2 separate regions of the Gossypium hirsutum genome follow, and region 1 is linked to region 2. The links are chromatin contacts, called in public Hi-C maps. All regions are on one chromosome and are shown on one strand. The core of a region is the stretch at or near the end of the contact, and the rest is flanking DNA. Distances in the headings are between cores, read along the strand shown.

The links. A called contact is a pair of places that touch in the nucleus more often than the background predicts.
Region 1: a Hi-C map of leaf shows a contact between it and region 2, with 2.3 times the contacts expected there. The contact joins the enhancer-like site here to the promoter of LOC107891105 in region 2. A contact is called at or near these places in 10 of 34 Hi-C or Micro-C datasets (anther, cotyledon, fibers and 2 more).

Annotation. Positions count from the first base shown.
Region 1 is chrD09:45,449,283-45,452,535 of Gossypium_hirsutum_v2.1, forward strand. No RefSeq gene overlaps it. Among protein-coding and RNA genes, the nearest start is that of LOC107891084, 8.2 kb to the right of the region's middle. Within about 2 kb of position 1,734, at least 5 of the 9 cell types and tissues checked have an H3K27ac peak or open chromatin away from gene starts, as enhancers often do. A contact at or near this core is called in cotyledon and leaf, where this site is marked.
Region 2 is chrD09:45,405,681-45,409,033 of Gossypium_hirsutum_v2.1, forward strand. It overlaps LOC107891105 (pentatricopeptide repeat-containing protein At3g09650, chloroplastic), which reads right to left and starts at 1,714. Exons shown (of 2, transcript XM_016815756.2): 1 at 640-1,714; 2 at 1-637. The coding sequence starts at 1,714. LOC107891103 (probable LRR receptor-like serine/threonine-protein kinase At1g67720) reads right to left here. Exons shown (of 15, transcript XM_016815755.2): 15 at 1-3,214. The coding sequence ends at 2,879.

The DNA.
Region 1 (3,253 bases), core at 484-2,983, 44 kb after region 2:
AGATCTTGAACAAGATATCGAGTCTTCCCAAACTCTTGAACGAGATATCAGGTCTTCTCAAGTTCTTGAACGTCCTTGTAAGGTGTTGAGAGTCGAAACAAACGAGTTTGATGCTTCTTCTTTAAAGCGTGATCTAGGGCTTCAAAAATCTATTTGAGATTACCCGAGATTACCCTCTAGGTCGAGAGAAAGCCAGAAAAAGAGAAATTTCAAAAGGTTTTATCATTGATGAGTTTAATTTTATCGAAAAACAAAGGGTGCAATTTAGGATGCCTAGTATTGAGAAATAGGACTAAGGCTAAGTTTTTTTAAATTTAATTTTTGGAATTATAATGATACTATGAAATTTTTAGTATATTATTAGTTATTCTTTTTTGCAAATTGGAAAGAAATATTTAATTTTATATAGTGTGATTTTTTTCTTTTAATTTTTTATAGTTAAATTGTTCATACTTTTTAAAAAACATTAAATTGATTTGTTTGATGAGAAAAAAAATATCCAAGAAGAATTGATACTTTTTTACGTTAAAAAAGGTCGTTCAAAAATTTCACCTCCCTTAGAGTAAAATCTGGATACTTCTATATTAGGAGTTTGATTACATTTTGTTTCTACTAAAAAAAGGAGTAAATTAATTTTTATACGTTAGATAAAGCAGTAAACCGATCATTCCATTAAAAATTCCATATATTTCTACCGTTAAATGGGTATGTGATTGATGGAGCAAATAAGTAGTGACACGTGGTGTGACATGTGTATCTCATGTCATATCAACATGATGGAGCAAATAATTGTTTAAATATTTTGAATTTGTAGTTTGGTGAGAGTTATTTTAATTTTGGCTATTTATTTTAAATACTTTTTATTATTTTTAATAAATTTAATTTTTTAATAATTTTTTATATTGTTTAATAATTATTTAAAAAACCACATCTATGATGATTTTGAACAAACAATTGTCTAGGTGCTTTTTCAAATAACTATTAAAATTTTTATTTAATTTTAGGATTTTTCATTTTTTAAATATTTGATGATACAACCAAATGCTACATAAGCAAGATACACATGTGTAACGGTTTACTTCCTCTATCAATCATGTTGTCATTTAATGGTAGAAATGGATGTCATTTTTAATGAAAGGACCAACTTGTTTTTTTTATTTAATGTACAGAGGTTAAAAAGACAAAATACAATCTAACTCCTAATATAAAGAACAAAATACAATCTAACTCTTAATATAAAGACACATAATAGCCACTAACTTATCAAATTGTTACACTTTAAAAAAAATGGAAGTTAACAGTCGAGTGACAAAAATGTAACAATTTGATAACGTTAGTGACTATTATATAACTTTTAAAAATTTAGTGATCAAAATATAATTTTAAACAAAGTTTAGGGCCAGTTGACGTAGTTTACCCATAAATAAAAGATAAGAGTGAGAAGATAGTAATTAACTTATTAAAGAAAAGAAGAAAATAATAAATAATGGAAGGAATGTTTTAGTTTAAATTGGTATATTTAATGCGAGTGAAAGATAAGGGACAGTCTGCCTCCCTGGTGTAATAGTTCCAGGTTTCTTCAGCTCTACTGTTTAATAACAGCTATATTTAATATTTCTACATTTACTTTTGGCACCCAACTTTATTATTTAATGTAATATATGTATATTAAATCCTCCCAACTACTCTTTCCATGAAAGCTACGCCAGGCTTTTTCATGCTGCTCATAATTCAGGCTAACTATCCCCAGTTTTACACGTGCCTATCGTTCAGCACAAAATTGAATACCAGTAAAATAGTATCATCTATATATGCGACATTTCGCTTCAAACAAGCATTTTTCGGAGAATATGAATAGTGGAGGTTAAAATAACATAAAAGTCGGCAACACTACTAATCAAGCTAAGTTTATAGGATCTCAAATACTCAGCTTGAGTTCCATTTAATCAATAGCTTTGTTAGAAAAAGGATCCTCAACCAGCCAACTACTTACTGGACATATTCGATGAATACTCAGATGAAATCCCTCTTCTCACTCCCAATGCTCTCAGCCTTGCTATTAGCTTTAGGCTATGTTCCTTCCTTACTTCAATTACACCCTTTATTGACTTAAACATTGAAAACGTTTTGAAACATAAGTTTTCATATCCCTAATTCACTATGATCTTACAACTTCAAACCTCAAAACCCAATTCATCTACCTCAAGAGTTATATCTTCAAACCTCCCCCATCATTAGAAAAGACATCAACATGGTAGACTAACTTGTAAACTATTTAAACACCAATCAATTTTCAATTTCTCATTCAATACTTTCATATCATGCCAACAAACTTGCATGAAATACAAAGGTTTTGGTATTTTAGTTTCCTAATCACAAATAGGAGCTCGATTTTCAGATTAATCCGACATTAGTTCCCCCTCGTATGTGCTTAGCGACTTATACCATTCGTTTTGTTTAAAATATACATTATATTATATTTAGAAAGAGGGATGTGTATATAGGTAAGTAGAGGAAGAAGATGGATTAACCCCAGCAAACATGGTGATGATAAGAGCACAATAATTGGTTCACAAGGGACCAAACCTGAGTCGCATCACATTTGCTTTTTGCCCATTGTCACTGTCCTGCCTTGCTCTTTTTTTGTTTGTTTGCTTTGCTTACCTAAATGAATATTCTTTGAAGGGTTGATTTTCGTAGTTTGAAGGGTTTAGATTAGAATACAAACGATGCTCGCCCCAAAGGCTTAATATTTTAAGGAGGCAGCCCAAGTTTTGGTTCAATCACAATTTCTTAATGGTTCCATTCCACATGTTAGAGGTTCCACAATCTTATGATTTAAAACCTCTGAGTTATCTAAAATGGAAAGAGATAATAATTTAATTAAATCATTGAAAAAGTAAAATTTTAATATTTAATATTTTAGATGGGTTTGATAATTATATTAATATTTTGTTTAAATATAACTTTTTCTATAAATAAATGTTGAATAAGATAAGTAGATCCATAGCTACTAATCACTTAATAATGAAAATTAAGTTGATTTTATTTTATGTTTTTAAAAAATATTTAAAATAGTTTTTTTAATATTTATAACAGAGACATTCAAGTTATAATATTTTTTATTTTTTTCAAAATTATCCAAAATAAATTATTATATTGGTAATATTAAAATAAAAAATAAATATTTATCAGACAACATAATGATATACTTAATTTCTTACTAATATGAAAGTAAACTATGTTTAAACTC
Region 2 (3,353 bases), core at 464-2,963:
ACCAAATCAACTTTTACCCGTGGATCTCTAAGCATCTCATCGAAAACCTTGTTAGCTAACTTTGGTTGACCTGACAAAGCAAAAGCTTTCATCAATGTAGTGTAACTGATCTTCGTGGGAGTGATTCCTTGCTCTCGCATCTTATTGAAGAACACAAGTGCTCCAGCACTGTCGTCGATCAATATGCACCCATCAATCAATATATTATATGAAACCACATCAGGCTTAATCCCTGCATCATCAGCCATCTCCCTTAGCAGCTCCTTTGCCTTGTCTATTTGCAACTGCTGGCAGTAACCCTTGAGAAGAATATTGTAAGTAATCCGATTCGCAGGCACACGAATTCTTGTCATTTCAGCTAGCACTTCTCGCGCTCTATCCATCAATCCAGCCTTAACAAATGCAGAAACAACTGTTGTGTATGTAACATGGTCAGGATGACTAGCCTTATCATCTTGATGCCTCATCGCCTCTAAAGTTCTCACCGTGTCAGTAACTCTACCTGCCTTCATATAACCTTTCATTAGTGTCGTATAAATCCTAGAATTCGGAGCATACACTTTCGGCAATAAAAGCGGTTCGCTGCTCGGCTCAATCAAATTAGGGAGCAACTTCTCAAATACTACATCATCTATCTTTTTTTACTCAAATCTTCCATATCTTCCTCCTTTTCATCCTCCAGGTCGTAGTCGTCATAGTCATCATCTTCCTTGGCTTGTTTTAAATCTTCCAAATTTGCATCTCGGAGAATCTTACAAAGATCATTCCTTCCTTCCCTCATAGCTTGAACAATTTTCTCAGCCGTTTCAAGATCATCAAATCCAACATAAGCAGCAACGAGGGAATGCAGAGTAGTCATACAAAAACGTATTCCTCTCTCAATAATCCTCTCCAGCACAAACACAAGCAAATCTTTCCTATCAGCTCTAGCACACAACTTTATCATGACATTATAAGTTAAAACATCAGGTTCGCAGCCCCATTCATGCATTTCATCGAACAGTTTCAAAAACTTACTTTTGTCCCCCAAATTAGCACAAGCGTTAAGCACAGCATTATAGGCAGCCGTGTCAGGTTTGGAATCAGCAACAATTGAAGGATCCGCGAAACGCCTAACGCGGCGAGTCACGGAGTCAAAAAGGCTTATCGACTCAGAGGGTGACTCGGTAGAGAGCCGCGAAACGACAGCGCTCCATGCTTTGACGTGGGGCAGGTAACCAGAGCGAAGCATGGACTTGATGAGCGAAGAGGCATAAAGGGTATGGCCGGATTTCGCGGAGGCCGATGCGAGGAGGCCGAGGGAGTTGGCGTCGAGACGGTGCAGCTGGCGTTCATTGCGAAGGCGGGTGATGATAGTACGAGCGCGTGCGAGAGATTGAGGAGTGGCTTGGTAAGAGAGTTGAGCAACTAAGCGGCTTAAGCAAGTAGGGGTGGGGAGGTGAGGGGATTGAGAGTAAAGGGTCCAAGCTTGTTCGGTTTTCCTTTGGCGGAGGAGTGAAAGAAGTGTCTGATCATCGTTGGTCTTTTTATCACTAGGGAGAGATAAATCGGTAGCGGTGGGTTGAGCTCGCAAAGAAAAGGGACGCGCGGGCTTAGAGGAAGTAGTGGAGGTGGAGGGTGAAGGCGGTAGAGGAAGGAGAGAGAGCCAGGGGAGAGCGGAGGGAAATGAGGAGGAAGAAGAACAAGGGGAAGGAGAAGCAATATTCATAGACATGGCTGGTCCATTTGGGGGGGGGGTGGGAAGGGACAAGGTAAACAAGTATTAGAAGGATGTGGTTGAGGAAGAAGAAAGGTATGGTTTGAATGGAGAAGGGAAGTACTACGTCGACTGGATTATGTCCTTTTTTCTTTATCCACACCTCGCTGCTCCTTCACACTCAAACTCTATTTCTTCCTTCAAACTTTACACCGCTCTATCATTTCTTTTTATTCGGATATATATTAAAAACACGATCAACCCCTCTAAAAGCTATAAATACCTTATCTCATTTAGTTTTCTTAAAAAAATATGTAAATACAATCTTATTGTAATGTTTAGAACAAGTGGTTTCAAATTAAGATCGCGTGGTACATCATCTTCAAGTTCCTCTGCTCAGTATATTAATTTCGCCAGTTCCCCTTAATTATTGGTCGATGAATTTAATCTGTAGTAATGTTTAACTCAACTTCAATTTGAATGTTTTATTTATTGGTTGAGAAGAAATTTTAAATAATTTTAGAGATTATGTTTTCTTAAAAATAATAATGTTCCATTACACCTCAACGTTTTTCTTTACAATTCAACAAATAATATAATTTTTGTATTTTTTTTATCCATGTAAGATAATTGTCGAAAAACACAAATTCAAGGTACTCATCACTTAATCAACCTACAAAACACGAAAAAGAAAAATTAATCACTACACTCGCTCTAATGAATATCTTGAAAAGAAAAAATTCTTTCAGAATTTGACCACGTTTATTTCATAACCATGTTGAACATCTGTTTATCCTTTTGATGGTGCCAAAACTTTAAATCTTACATTTACCATGCATGATGAAAGCCAAATCATGCATGTCCCACGCAATCTAAGCACGACGAAAACCATGTCATATCTTTTCTTTTCCCTTTTCCGTTCACATAAAATGAACATTAATTCCATGCAAGGAAGGCAATAAAACTATACTACGCAACAACCTCAAAAATAACCAGCTCATGGTATCATCTTCCCATCTTTTTTCTTTTCTTTTCTTTTTTATCTTCCCTGGCTATTTAGGGTGGATTGCAGAAGAAATTTCCTACAGGCTAGAGCATGATTGAAGATTCTGGCAACATAACAAAGAATTTAAGAAGAGAAAACATAAGGAATTGCCTCTTTGTACATGGACAAACAACGGACTATCGTGCAACCGGCCGTGCAATGGACTCATCCAATGACAGGTAATTATCAGTTCCAATCATATCCAAGGAACCAGGGTTATACGAAGAATTGGCAGAGTTCCTAGACATTTCATCCGAGTTACCTTCTCTAACCATCATACCTTCCTTTTCAATTAGGATGGCATCTTGGATCTCCTTGAGAACTTCCGATATCGATGGCCTCATATGTCCGTGAGGTTGCACGCAATTTAAAGCTTTCTCAGCTATCTTCCACATTGATTGAATGTCATAGTCATTGCGAAGGTAAGGATCAATGATTCCTTGAATGTCCCCACTCTCGATATGCAACTTTGCCTGCAATATTATTTATTGGAAGAAATCAACAAATGAATATCTCAATTCATTTTCCAAACCATAAGCAGCAGTAGGAAAGTATATAGAGAAACAAAGTAACATTTTGAACAATGCCATTGCTTTTGTATACTATTAGTTA